2 separate regions of the Cricetulus griseus genome follow, and region 1 is linked to region 2. A link is a contact called in public Hi-C data. All regions are on one chromosome and are shown on one strand. Each heading gives the region's core, a stretch centred on a gene start, on an enhancer-like site or on the middle of the called end of the contact. The rest is flanking DNA. Distances are from core to core; before and after follow the strand shown.

Region 1 (5,073 bases), core at 2,339-4,838, 87 kb after region 2:
ATAGAAAGTCAGCTGCTATGTGTGCCCTATTGCTGAGGAGAAACTCTGCATGAAAGAAGAGGCTGGCTTTGCAGTCTGACACTTATTGATTATTTCTGAGTCTTGGTTCTCTCCATTGGTAGAATAGAATTTATGTAGTATCATGTAGGGTTGTTGTAAGGAATAGAGGTAATTCATACAAAGTTTTAAAAGTTTCAAAGCCAGAGACTATTGTGGGCAGTCATTAAATGGTAATGTTTTGGCCAGAGCAATAGTTTAGTAGGTAAGGGTAAAGTTGGATGAGCTGAGTTGATCCCTGGGACTCACATGGTAGATAGAAGGAAAGAACCAACTGCAAATTGCACTCTGCCTTTCACATGTGGGCCATGGCGCTTGTTCAGGTGTAATTTTTTGAAATGACAAAGTGTTATTTCTACTTTGGAAGAACTGTTGGGTAAGGTGTGTAATGCTGTTTTTAATGTAATTGAATACTACTTGCAGAAAATACCAGCAGTGCATTAGATTCTAGTGGCATTTGGCAGTTCTCAGGTCTTGCATTTTGGCTTGGGTACATTGTGGTGGGATCAGTGGAGCTTCCTTCAATTCCTTTGCCACATAGCCACACCATTTTGCCATAGTAATGAGGTTTAAACAGAGACATAAATCAAAATTATTCAAAGAACCTACAAAAGTGTTGCTAAAGCCCATGGACCTCCAGTAAGAACTCTTCTTATTAAAGATTCTTAAATAACTAATTTGATGATAAGTAGTACTTAGCCTAGAGGTGTATATATAATGTCCTCACACTTCACACGATGCTACATGGCCACACTACAGTCACATTGTATGTGAACAGTCTCACATACTGTCTCTGGGGCCAAGCAGAGGGACTACAGTGTTTTCTCAAGGCCAGTGCACAGGACACAATCCTAGAACACTGCCTTTCAAGTGGGCAGGGTGATTTTACTCTCCCCTTCTCTGGACAAGTGACAATTTGGAGACAGTTTTGATGATCACATTGCCATGTATCAGGTGTAGGTAGAGGTCTGGAATGCCTCTTATGTCTTATAATGCAGCTGCCATAACAAGAAATTTTCTGTCCCTAAATACCATTAGTGCCCAGGCCAAGCTGCTGCTTCCTGAATGGTAGTTTTTGGTGATGGGTTCAGAATAGGAGGGTTGAAATGTTTACTTCTTTGCAATGTTGTGCTCCTGGCAGATAGGTGCATAAGATTGGAAGTGATTACAAGCAGGTAGAAGTGAGGGAGTCAGGTGGATGGATGTTCAGCCTTTCAGATTGGCTGACCCCCTGGTTTCACCTGAGAATTTGGATGTGCATAACTAACCTTGGCTGCACCTGAACCCTAGAGTCTGTGGGTGTTTGCCTGTTGCCTTTAAGAAGTAAAACTCAGGTGTGTGTGTGTGTGTGTGTGTGTGTGTGTGTGTGTGTGTGTGTGTGTGTGTGTGTGTGTGTGTGTGTGTGTGTGTGTGTGTGTGTGTTTTGCACACACAAGCCGCTCTCTAAGAGAAGTTTCCATTGTTGCCATCACTTACCCCACAACCCAATTTAGCAGATTGAGAAAGGGAATGGAGAAGTGGCTTCTGCTTGTGATCCTCAGAGTGCCCCTTTCCTTTGTGCTAGAGCTGTTTATTGAAGTGGGAGGACTCAGACTGTCCCATAGTCCAGTCCATATGCTGGGCTATCATTAGCACATAGTACTACTTACTGTTCATGTACAACTAGCTCGAGGAAGGAGTGGTAACCCGAGCTGGTCTTACAGAATGTATGGTAGTCTGGAATGTGTGGTACCTCATGTGCATAGACAGCCTTTCTCAAACCCAGGATCCAGGTCCTTTTCCACTTGTCATCTCTCATACCCTGTAGGGTTAAATACCATGTAGAAATGATTCACTGGGTCCGGGGGTCAGGTACTTCCTAGCAAATGAGGGCCCAATTTTGAGCTGTAGTCATGAAAACCAGCCACATCAGTGTAGCTTGAGGGCTGTCCTCTGTAGTTTTTCTCAAGTATCTATAAGAGAAGCTAAGAAAATATGTTAGAGGGGAACTAGTCTGGCCCTCAGATGGTTTCACTGATTTGTAATTGGTTAGTGTCTGTATTCCAGCCTGAAGATAATACTTGACATTTCTTCACAAGAGCTGTCTCCCTCTCAGCTATTTTAAATAATGCTATTTTAAACAGATGAATGAAAACTTCTCACTGAAATGATGGCTGTTACTGGTGTAGTCTGCAGGACTCCTGATGGTTTTTGCTTTTTCCTTGAGTGAAGAAAAACATCATGGTGTGTCTTAGTTGGATTTCTATTGCTGTGAAGAGACACCATGACCACAGCAACTCTTTTTTTTTTAAGATTTTATTTATTTATTATGTATACAACATTCTGCTTCCATGTATATCTGCATGCCAGAAGAGGGCACCAGATCTCATAACGATGGTTGTGAGCCATCATGTGGTTGCTGGGAATTGAACTCAGGACCTCTGGAAGAGCAGCCCATGCTCTTAACCTCTGAGCCATCTCTCCAGCCCCAACCACAGCAACTCTTAAAAAGGAGAACATTTAATTGGGGCTGACTTAAGGTTTGGAGATTTAGTTCATTATTATCATTCATGGTGGCATACAGGCAGACATGATTTTGGAGAAGGAGCTGAGAGAGTTCCACATCCTCAGGCAGCAGGAGACACTAGGCCTGGCTTGAGCTTTTGAAACCCAAACCCATCTTCCCCCGGGACACACTTCTTCCTCCAAGGTCACACCTCCTAATAGTGCCACACTCTATGGGCCCATGGGTGCCAATTCAAAAAGATAGGTCAGAACTACACTTCGTAACTGCTGTACTCAGTAACCAAGACACTGAATTCCAGAAAGTTTAAGCTTAAAATGTAACACAGGCCTTGAATTAGGAGAGATCCCCCTGTCTCCCGAGTGCTGGGATTAAAGGTGTGCAGCACAGCCCTCATCTCCTTGCCATTCTTGGCTGCTGTTGATATGACAGATCACTGTGTAACATCACACTCAGGGATGAGGTACTGAATCACATTGTCATTTTTTCTATTTATCTAAGGAAAACTGTTGGTTTTGTTACTCTCTAAGCCGTTCCAGGTAGTGACATAGGGAGACCTTCTTAAAGCATAGCATTTGTTTGCTTCTCCCTCTTGTGCTTCAGGATTGTCCACTGCTGCCACTGGTTTTGAACACCTGCCCCTTTCCCTCCCTAGCTCATTTCACCCGAACCACCATTGGCTTTGACATTCTGGGACTTTTAGATTTTATTGAGAAAGATTTTCCCTCTAGAGCCATTCTACTGTGCCCAGGTAACTGAAGTTGTAAACAAGTATGAAGATAACCTAGGGAAAGCAGAGTCCTCAATGCAGGGAAAGAGAACATCTCTGACCAGAGATTTTAGCACCAGGCACAGCACTCCTGGTCTCATCACACCCCGTGGCTCTGTTTGATGAGTGACTTCCCTTTCCCAAGGTCCCAGACTGAGTGACCAAGTCAACATTCTAGCTTCTTGCTTGGCTCTCCTTACTGTGTGCCACTGAGGTAGACAGCAGTGACTCATGTCCAGTGGTGACTCCAGTTGACTGTTGGGGGATTTCCCATTGGTCTTTTGGGAAGTACTCTGGGTGGGGCCTGAATATTTCAGGACTTAAAAGATAGAGGAAAAACGAGGAGGGTTTGAGAAAGAAGCTTACCCTAGAAGATGTAAACAGATCCCATAGTGTTGACAACTTTATAGATCTGTAATGAACCTCTTGGAAAACACTGCGGGACCGATGCTGGAGTTGTTTTGTGCTCCACTCTTAATTGTTCTAGGTTTGGGAAGGAACCTTAGAGAGCTAGCCCCTGGCTACTGGTGAGCTTTCACTCTTTTTAGAGCACAGCCCTCCCACTTCCTCCTCTCATTAGGGCTCCATTTAGCTGTTAGGTAGGAGCTTCAAAAGGGAAAACCCAATCATGTATAATCTCCAGTTAATGGGCATCTGTTGAGTCACTGGGTCACCAGAGGGGATAGTTACACAGTGCTTCTTTGTGTAGCAAATACAAAAATGGCAAAAAAAAAAAAAAAAAGACAAGCCAGATTGTTAGTGACTAACGGCATCCTCCTGTTGAGGGAGAACATTGGGGCACCCCTCCATGCTTGTTGGGGGAGGGGAGGATGGCAAGGCCATTTCCCAAAACAGAGCTATGGCGGGAGAGGAGAGAGGAGGTGGGGCACTGGAAGGCCTTGTCACTCTTAATTGTTGGTGGATGGGATGCATTCCCGACAATAGTGTTCTAGGAGACATTGTGTGCAACCGCTAGGAACTTAATAGTCACCGAGTTTTCTGACATAGAATAATAATGCTGTTGGTGTACTCCAACCCCACCACACAAGTTAGCTGGTTTCCAGTCATGCCCAGCCTCCATGAGTGAAGACTGTATGCTTACTGTTGGTTTATGAAAGCTGAATATAGCTTCCTGACCCAGAATGGCATATGTTAGCCATAAAGCAGGGTTCTTGAGTTTGCATCCATCTACTCTAGTTTGAGATCTCAAAGTTTATGTCTTGTCATTTAGGTTTTGCAGAACTTGGCATAATTCAAATAACCTGTTTTTCCCCCTTCAGAACACTTCAGTTATGGAAGATCAAAATGAAGATGAGTCCCCAAAGAAAAGTGCTCTTTGGCAGGTAGGCACTATAAGCTAGCAGATTATTGTAGATAAGCTCTGCCCTTGATAGTGTCCTCACTGAGACCAGGGCCCAGCCTCTGCTTTGAGCAGGGTTGCTAGATCCAGAAGACACCCTACTTGCCTATCATTTCCTCAAGGAAGTGTTCTTATTAGTAGTAAATAACTTTGGAGTTTTTGAAAAGATTCCAAAAGGTCAGTATCCTAAAATACTGACTTTGTGGCCCATGATAGACCATATGGAAATCCTCCAGGAAACTTAGAGCTTTTTAGCTTAGAGCCAAGGGCAAACCTTATGCTGATCCTGTTCGGTGTTCACAAAGGCTATTTTTCTCTGTTTGCAACCCCCCCCCACGTTCCTATGGGTACTTTCCTATTTGATTTGATTTAATTTGATTTGAT
Region 2 (5,604 bases), core at 304-2,803:
TGAAGAAGAAGAAGAAGAAGAAGAAGAAGAAGAAGAAGAAGAAGAAGAAGAAGAAGAAGAAGAAGAAGAAGAAGAAGAAGAAGAAGACAACTGTGCTGTATTGACACCCTGGCCTCCTGGGTTGATGAGGTCTTTGGCTCCTAAGCACCCCTTCCCCCCCCCACCTCCCCATGCCTAGAGTTCCCCTGACCTCTGCCCGGTTGTCCCTCCAGGAACGGGAACAGATGCAGCGCTACAACCAGCGTATGATGGAGCAGCTGAAGATCAGACAGCAGCAGGAGAAGGCGCGGCTACCCAAGATCCAGAGGAGTGATGGCAAGACACGCATGGCCATGTACAAGAAGAGCCTGCACATCAATGGCGCAGGCAGTGCCTCCGAGCAGCGCGAGAAGATCAAGCAGGTGGGGACCACGCCTGGTAGGCTGTGGGGAGTGGTCACAGAGGAACTTGGTAAGGCCTGGACCTCCTATAGCGTGGGAGAATGTCAAATACTAGATATGGCATAAGGTCCTGGTGATGGTGGTGTGCGGAGTCAGTCAGTCATGACCTGGAAGCTTTGATAGCCCAGGAGAACCCTCCCTGGTGGACAGATCCTTGTTTGACGGTTTGCCATGCACTGGTCCCTTTCATGGTCCCGGTTTTACGTACATGGCGTTCTACGTTCTCACCATCCAAGACCCTCCTTTCATGTCACTTCACCTTGTCAGGTCCCTACTGGTATAGGGACAGAGGCTGGGTCTCCACTCAAGACGAAGTGGGCTGGGCTCTGAGGATTGCTCCTCCGTTCCTGGGATGTGCCTCAGTGGCTCAGCCTGAGGCAGGCGAGCCCCCACAATGGCATCCTCTCTCTGCAGTTCTCGCAGCAGGAGGAGAAGAGGCAGAAGGCGGAGAGGCTGCAGCAGCAGCAGAAACATGAGAATCAGATGCGAGACATGGTGGCCCAGTGCGAGAGCAACATGAGCGAGCTGCAGCAGCTGCAGGTACTTGGCCCCTTGCCTCGGCTTCCCCAAGGCAATCAGTGCTCAGAGGCCAAGGGCTCCACAGCAGGGTGGCATCCTAGTCAGGCAGGCCCAGGTGAGCTGACTCCAGCCTGCTGTGCTTCTCTCAGGCTATGTTACACGTGGATAAATTGTACGACCCTCTTAGACATACTTCCTCTAAAATAGCTGTAGTGTGGAGGGGATGACTCCTATTTAGCGGGATTGGTGTGTGGCTTTGTGAAGTGGGTGATGGAGCTGAATGTGCCTTGCATTCCAGGGCCTGAGCTACCGTGCGGCACGGTTCCTTTGCTTGTGTGGGGGATCCTGACTTTGGGTGTCCCTGCTCCCAGTTTGGTCCCATGCGTTAGGGATATCAACAAGCAGGAGGTGTTTGTCCCTCAGAACATGACAGAGCTAGCACCGCTGTCTAGACTTCAGCAGCAAAATACCAAAAGCCCAGGCCACGAGCTGGTACTTGGGGCCCCCTTGTGGCAGAGTGAGGCATTGTTGTACTTGACAGATGAGGCCCCCACTCCAGCCTCTTGTGAATTTCAGGAAGTTGCTCAGGCTATTGGGCCCATGTGGAAATATGTGGAGAGGCAGGAGATTCCTGAGAATGGCCAGCATCAGAGGCTGCCAGGCAGGAACTCAGTCCTGTTCCAGGACCATCTCAGGAAGGACAACGCCTTTATTCCAACACAAGGGCCCTTCAGGCTAGGATAGGAGATCTCTCCTGAGGAAATGACACAGGCAAGAGGTATTACATATTAGTTACATATGTCATATGATATGTAGCTAGACACAATGCACAATTATACATATAATTTCTGTAGGTAAATAATTGTACACTGTACAGATTTAGACTTAGCTAGATGCAGTGGTACACACTCCTAGTCCTGCCACTTGAAAGGTGTCAACAGGAGGATACTTCGGACCAGGAGTTGCAGGTTGTAGTTTATTTATTTACTTATTATATGTTATATATACATGTAAGTTTGGGCAAATGCATGCCCTGACACACATGGGCAGTTCGGAGAACAACTTTTGGGAGCCAGTTCTGTCGTCCTTCTAGAGTGGGTTTTGAGGATCTAATCCAGGTTGTCAGACTTATGGTACTTATGGTACTTTGCCCACTGAACCATCTCACTAGCTCAAAACATTTTTTAAAAAACCCAGACAACTTACACAAGGTCAGGAGTCCACAGAAGGGTAGGCAGGATGGCTCAGTGACTAAAGTGCTTGCTGCACAGGCAAGTTTGATCCTCAGAAGCCATGCAAAGAAAAGTGAGGACTCCACACAGTTGTCCTTTGGCTCCACATGTACACCATGGCATGCATGCTCACACATGCAACACACACACACACACACACACACACACACACACACACACACAATCTTAAAAACTACACACAGTAGAAAGCTGCAAAATTGCTGTTATTTTTTTGTTTGTTTTTTGTTGTTTTTTTTTTTGTTTTGTTTTGTTTATTTTGTTTTTTAGAGACAGGGTTTCCCTGTGGTTTTGGAGGCTATTCTGGAACTAGCTCTTGTAGAGCAGGCTGGTCTCTAACTCACAGAGATCCTCCTGCCTCTGCCTCCTGAGTGCAGGGATTATAGGCATGTGCCACCAATGCCCTGCAAAATTGCTGTAATTTACCCATTTAGAACTATTACTATTATTGTTCTGGAATAGTTTTCTAGGCATTGCTTGGTGCAAGTATGTTACCATATACAGAGTTGTGGATAATGGCAAAGGCATAATAATAAGTCCATGCTAACTACAGTGCCCTCCAGGGTTCAGTGCCCTCAAGGGTGCAGGGGGTCTGGTTCTCCAGGCTTCTGCCTCCTCACTTTCACCCCTTTTCTGCCTATTCCAGAATGAAAAGTGTCACTTGTTGGTAGAACATGAAACCCAGAAACTGAAGGCACTAGATGAGAACCATAACCAAAGCCTGAAGGAGTGGCGGGACAAGCTGCGGCCGCGCAAGAAGGTACTGCATTGGGCTGGTGGGTGCCATTCCACAGATACCTGCCTGCCTAAGATATCTGAAGCCTTCCTATTTCTGGACCCTTGCTTCATGGCATCCCTAAAATAGGTCTGTCCCTGAGAGACAGGACTCATCTACCTGATGTGTTGAACACTGGAAGCCCTACGCACCCTGGGATAGCAGCCTCCACCTGCCCTGGTCCATATGCATCTAAGGCAGAGGACCCTGTCAATCATGCTGGCAGCCCAGTTTGTGGGGAGCTTCTCCCAGGAAGTCGCTCTGTGAGGTCAAAGGCCAGCATCAGCTAGTTTACTTTCTGAATTGGTTTCCTAATGTATAAATCAGTGTGCTTGGGCTAGTATGCAGCTTGGGGGGAGAGCACCTGCATGACACATGTGATATTCTGCGTTCCATCCCCCGCATCAAAGCAAACAGCCATGTATTTAGCAGCGTAAGCACACTCTTTATCAAAATCTATAGTAATAGGGTTCAAAAGCTGGGGGTCTCTCCAGAGCATCTCCAGGGTCTCACGAGACTGGAGTCAGGCTGGGCTGGGTCATTGAAGTTTTGACAGAATCCTCACCTCACATGCAATGTGACCAGGTGCCTCATGCTCCTGCTATCTTGCCAAAACAGACCCTTTCTTCCTTTAATTGCTTTTGTCAGGTATAAATGTAAGTAACACAGTTAGTCTTCGTCACAGGCCTCAGTGTGGTCACAGTAGAGATTGTAGGGCCATTTACAGTCATTAACCCACAGCATATATCAAAGGCATAGGCATTCTTAAACTCTGAGGAGAGAGCTGCCCTTGTTACCCGTGACCTTGTGCCACATTGGCCCGATGTCCTCAGGGTTTTTTAGCTACTGTGTACCTAAGCAGGAGGCAGGCTGTGGACTGCTGGGACTTGTGACACTAAACCCACAGGTACCCAGTGTTCCCACTGGCTATGCGTCAGGGAGTGAGCATGCATCTTCCTGCCCAGCTCTGGGCTTCTGTTTCTGGGGCACATCCTGAAAACGAGCAGGCGTCTCTCCCAGCAGCTGCCTCTGACCTCAGATGGTCTCGTGGGCTCCTAGGAGCATTGCAGGTGTGTACTTGGTGAACTGGCCCTGCACTCTGCCTGTGGGACTGCCTCAGGGCAGGATTCTGTCACAGATTGCTGAGTGGCTGCTGGCATGGTGGCCTGGAGGTAATGGTCCTTTATGCCCTTGCACTTTGTTCGGCAGCCTTGGACACTGTCCTCCTCTTATATCATTCCCTGTGCTGTGGAGTATTTTTAGAAGAATACAGATGACTTCCTTTTAAGTGAGTGCAGACTTCCTGATTTGCTGGGGTCACTGAGAGGATAGGGTGGGGCTTCAAAGCAGTCAGCTCTCCCTCCTCAACTTGCCTTTTTAGACTGTAAAATGCAGACATATTATCTGCATTTTAAAATGTGTCTATAGACCCACTGCTGCCTGTGGGCTAGGTCTGCCTGACTACCCATTTGTAAATGAGTTTGACTAGAAAGCAACTCATTCATTTGCCTTCTGCATGGCTGGTTTTTGCATTACATCGGAAACACTGGTCTGCGAAGCATAGTGTCTCCCATATAGGACAGGGAAACTGCCCCCATGAAATCTGAACAATATCACTTAAACAAGGCCTGGTTGAAATCTGGAATGGCCTCACTCTAGATGAAGAGTTATAGGTAATTAAATGGCTACCGAGAGAAGAATCAGTCTTCTCCAGTAACGAGCCCTGTGAGAAGTTAGCTAACCCTAAGCAAATCATCTCTAACACGTATACAGATAGGCAACAGAAAGTGGACTCAGCAGGCTGTACTCATACATACATCTGCATACATGTAACAACAGTAACCAAAGAAGAGGGGGTCGTGGATTCGAGAGGAAGTGGAGGGGGACACATGGGGGAGATGGAAGAAATGAGGTAAATACAGTACTCATGTATGACATTCTCAGATTGTTTAAATGTTTACCATCTGGCACACAGCAGGAGACAGGCTGCTGCCTGTGGCCTCCGCCAGCTTTGCCGAGGAATGCTGTGGTGGGTAGAAGGCAGAGCTTGAGTTGCAGGCTGTGGTGCTCAGCACTACAAGTTGAGCAGCCCTTCAGCAGAAGCATGGTTTGGGGTTTCAGATCCTTCTTCAAGTTTGGGATATTTGCATATGTCTAATGAGATGTCTGGGGACAAGACCAGGTTAGTTTCTTCTCTTGGCTTGTGGTAGAGCACCAGACAGAAGGTTTATTTTGGCCACACTGGAGTCTGAGGTGCTGGTCACATCAGAGGCAGATGGTGGGAATCAGGGTTGAACTGTACCCCCTCAACACCCCCCTTCATGACCCTCACTTCACTAGTCATTCCTCCCACCCCCCCCCCAGCTTGGGGGCTGAGTGTTCAGGCACATGAGCCTCTGCTGACATTTTACACTCAAACCATAGCAAGACCCCAGCCCAGATAAACTCAGCCCTGTCTCCCAGGTCCTTCCTTGCACACAGCCAGCAGGTATTTTTGGCGTACTTACCTTTTGATCACCACCGGTCCTATGAGGTCAGAAGTGGATTTTTTTTTTCCACTGTGGCATCAAACTAGCACTTCAAAGTTTTCAGATTTTGGAACATCTTGGACTTTTGGGGT

What was found. A called contact is a pair of places that touch in the nucleus more often than the background predicts.
Region 1: a contact with region 2 is called in a Hi-C map of liver, with 2.7 times the contacts expected there. The contact joins two enhancer-like sites. A contact is called at or near these places in 3 of 8 Hi-C or Micro-C datasets (the CHK-Q cell line, the CHL-YN cell line and liver).

Annotation. Positions count from the first base shown.
Region 1 is chr7:47,890,478-47,895,550 of CriGri-PICRH-1.0, forward strand. It overlaps Fbxw11 (F-box/WD repeat-containing protein 11), which reads left to right. Exons shown (of 13, transcript XM_027425196.2): 2 at 4,610-4,672. Among named protein-coding and RNA genes, the nearest start is that of Fbxw11, 63 kb to the left of the region's middle. Within about 2 kb of position 3,589, at least 3 of the 6 cell types and tissues checked have open chromatin away from gene starts, as enhancers often do.
Region 2 is chr7:47,805,433-47,811,036 of CriGri-PICRH-1.0, forward strand. It overlaps Stk10 (serine/threonine-protein kinase 10), which reads left to right. Exons shown (of 19, transcript XM_027425195.2): 16 at 213-401; 17 at 855-980; 18 at 2,856-2,969. Among named protein-coding and RNA genes, the nearest start is that of Fbxw11, 22 kb to the right of the region's middle. Within about 2 kb of position 1,554, at least 1 of the 6 cell types and tissues checked has open chromatin away from gene starts, as enhancers often do.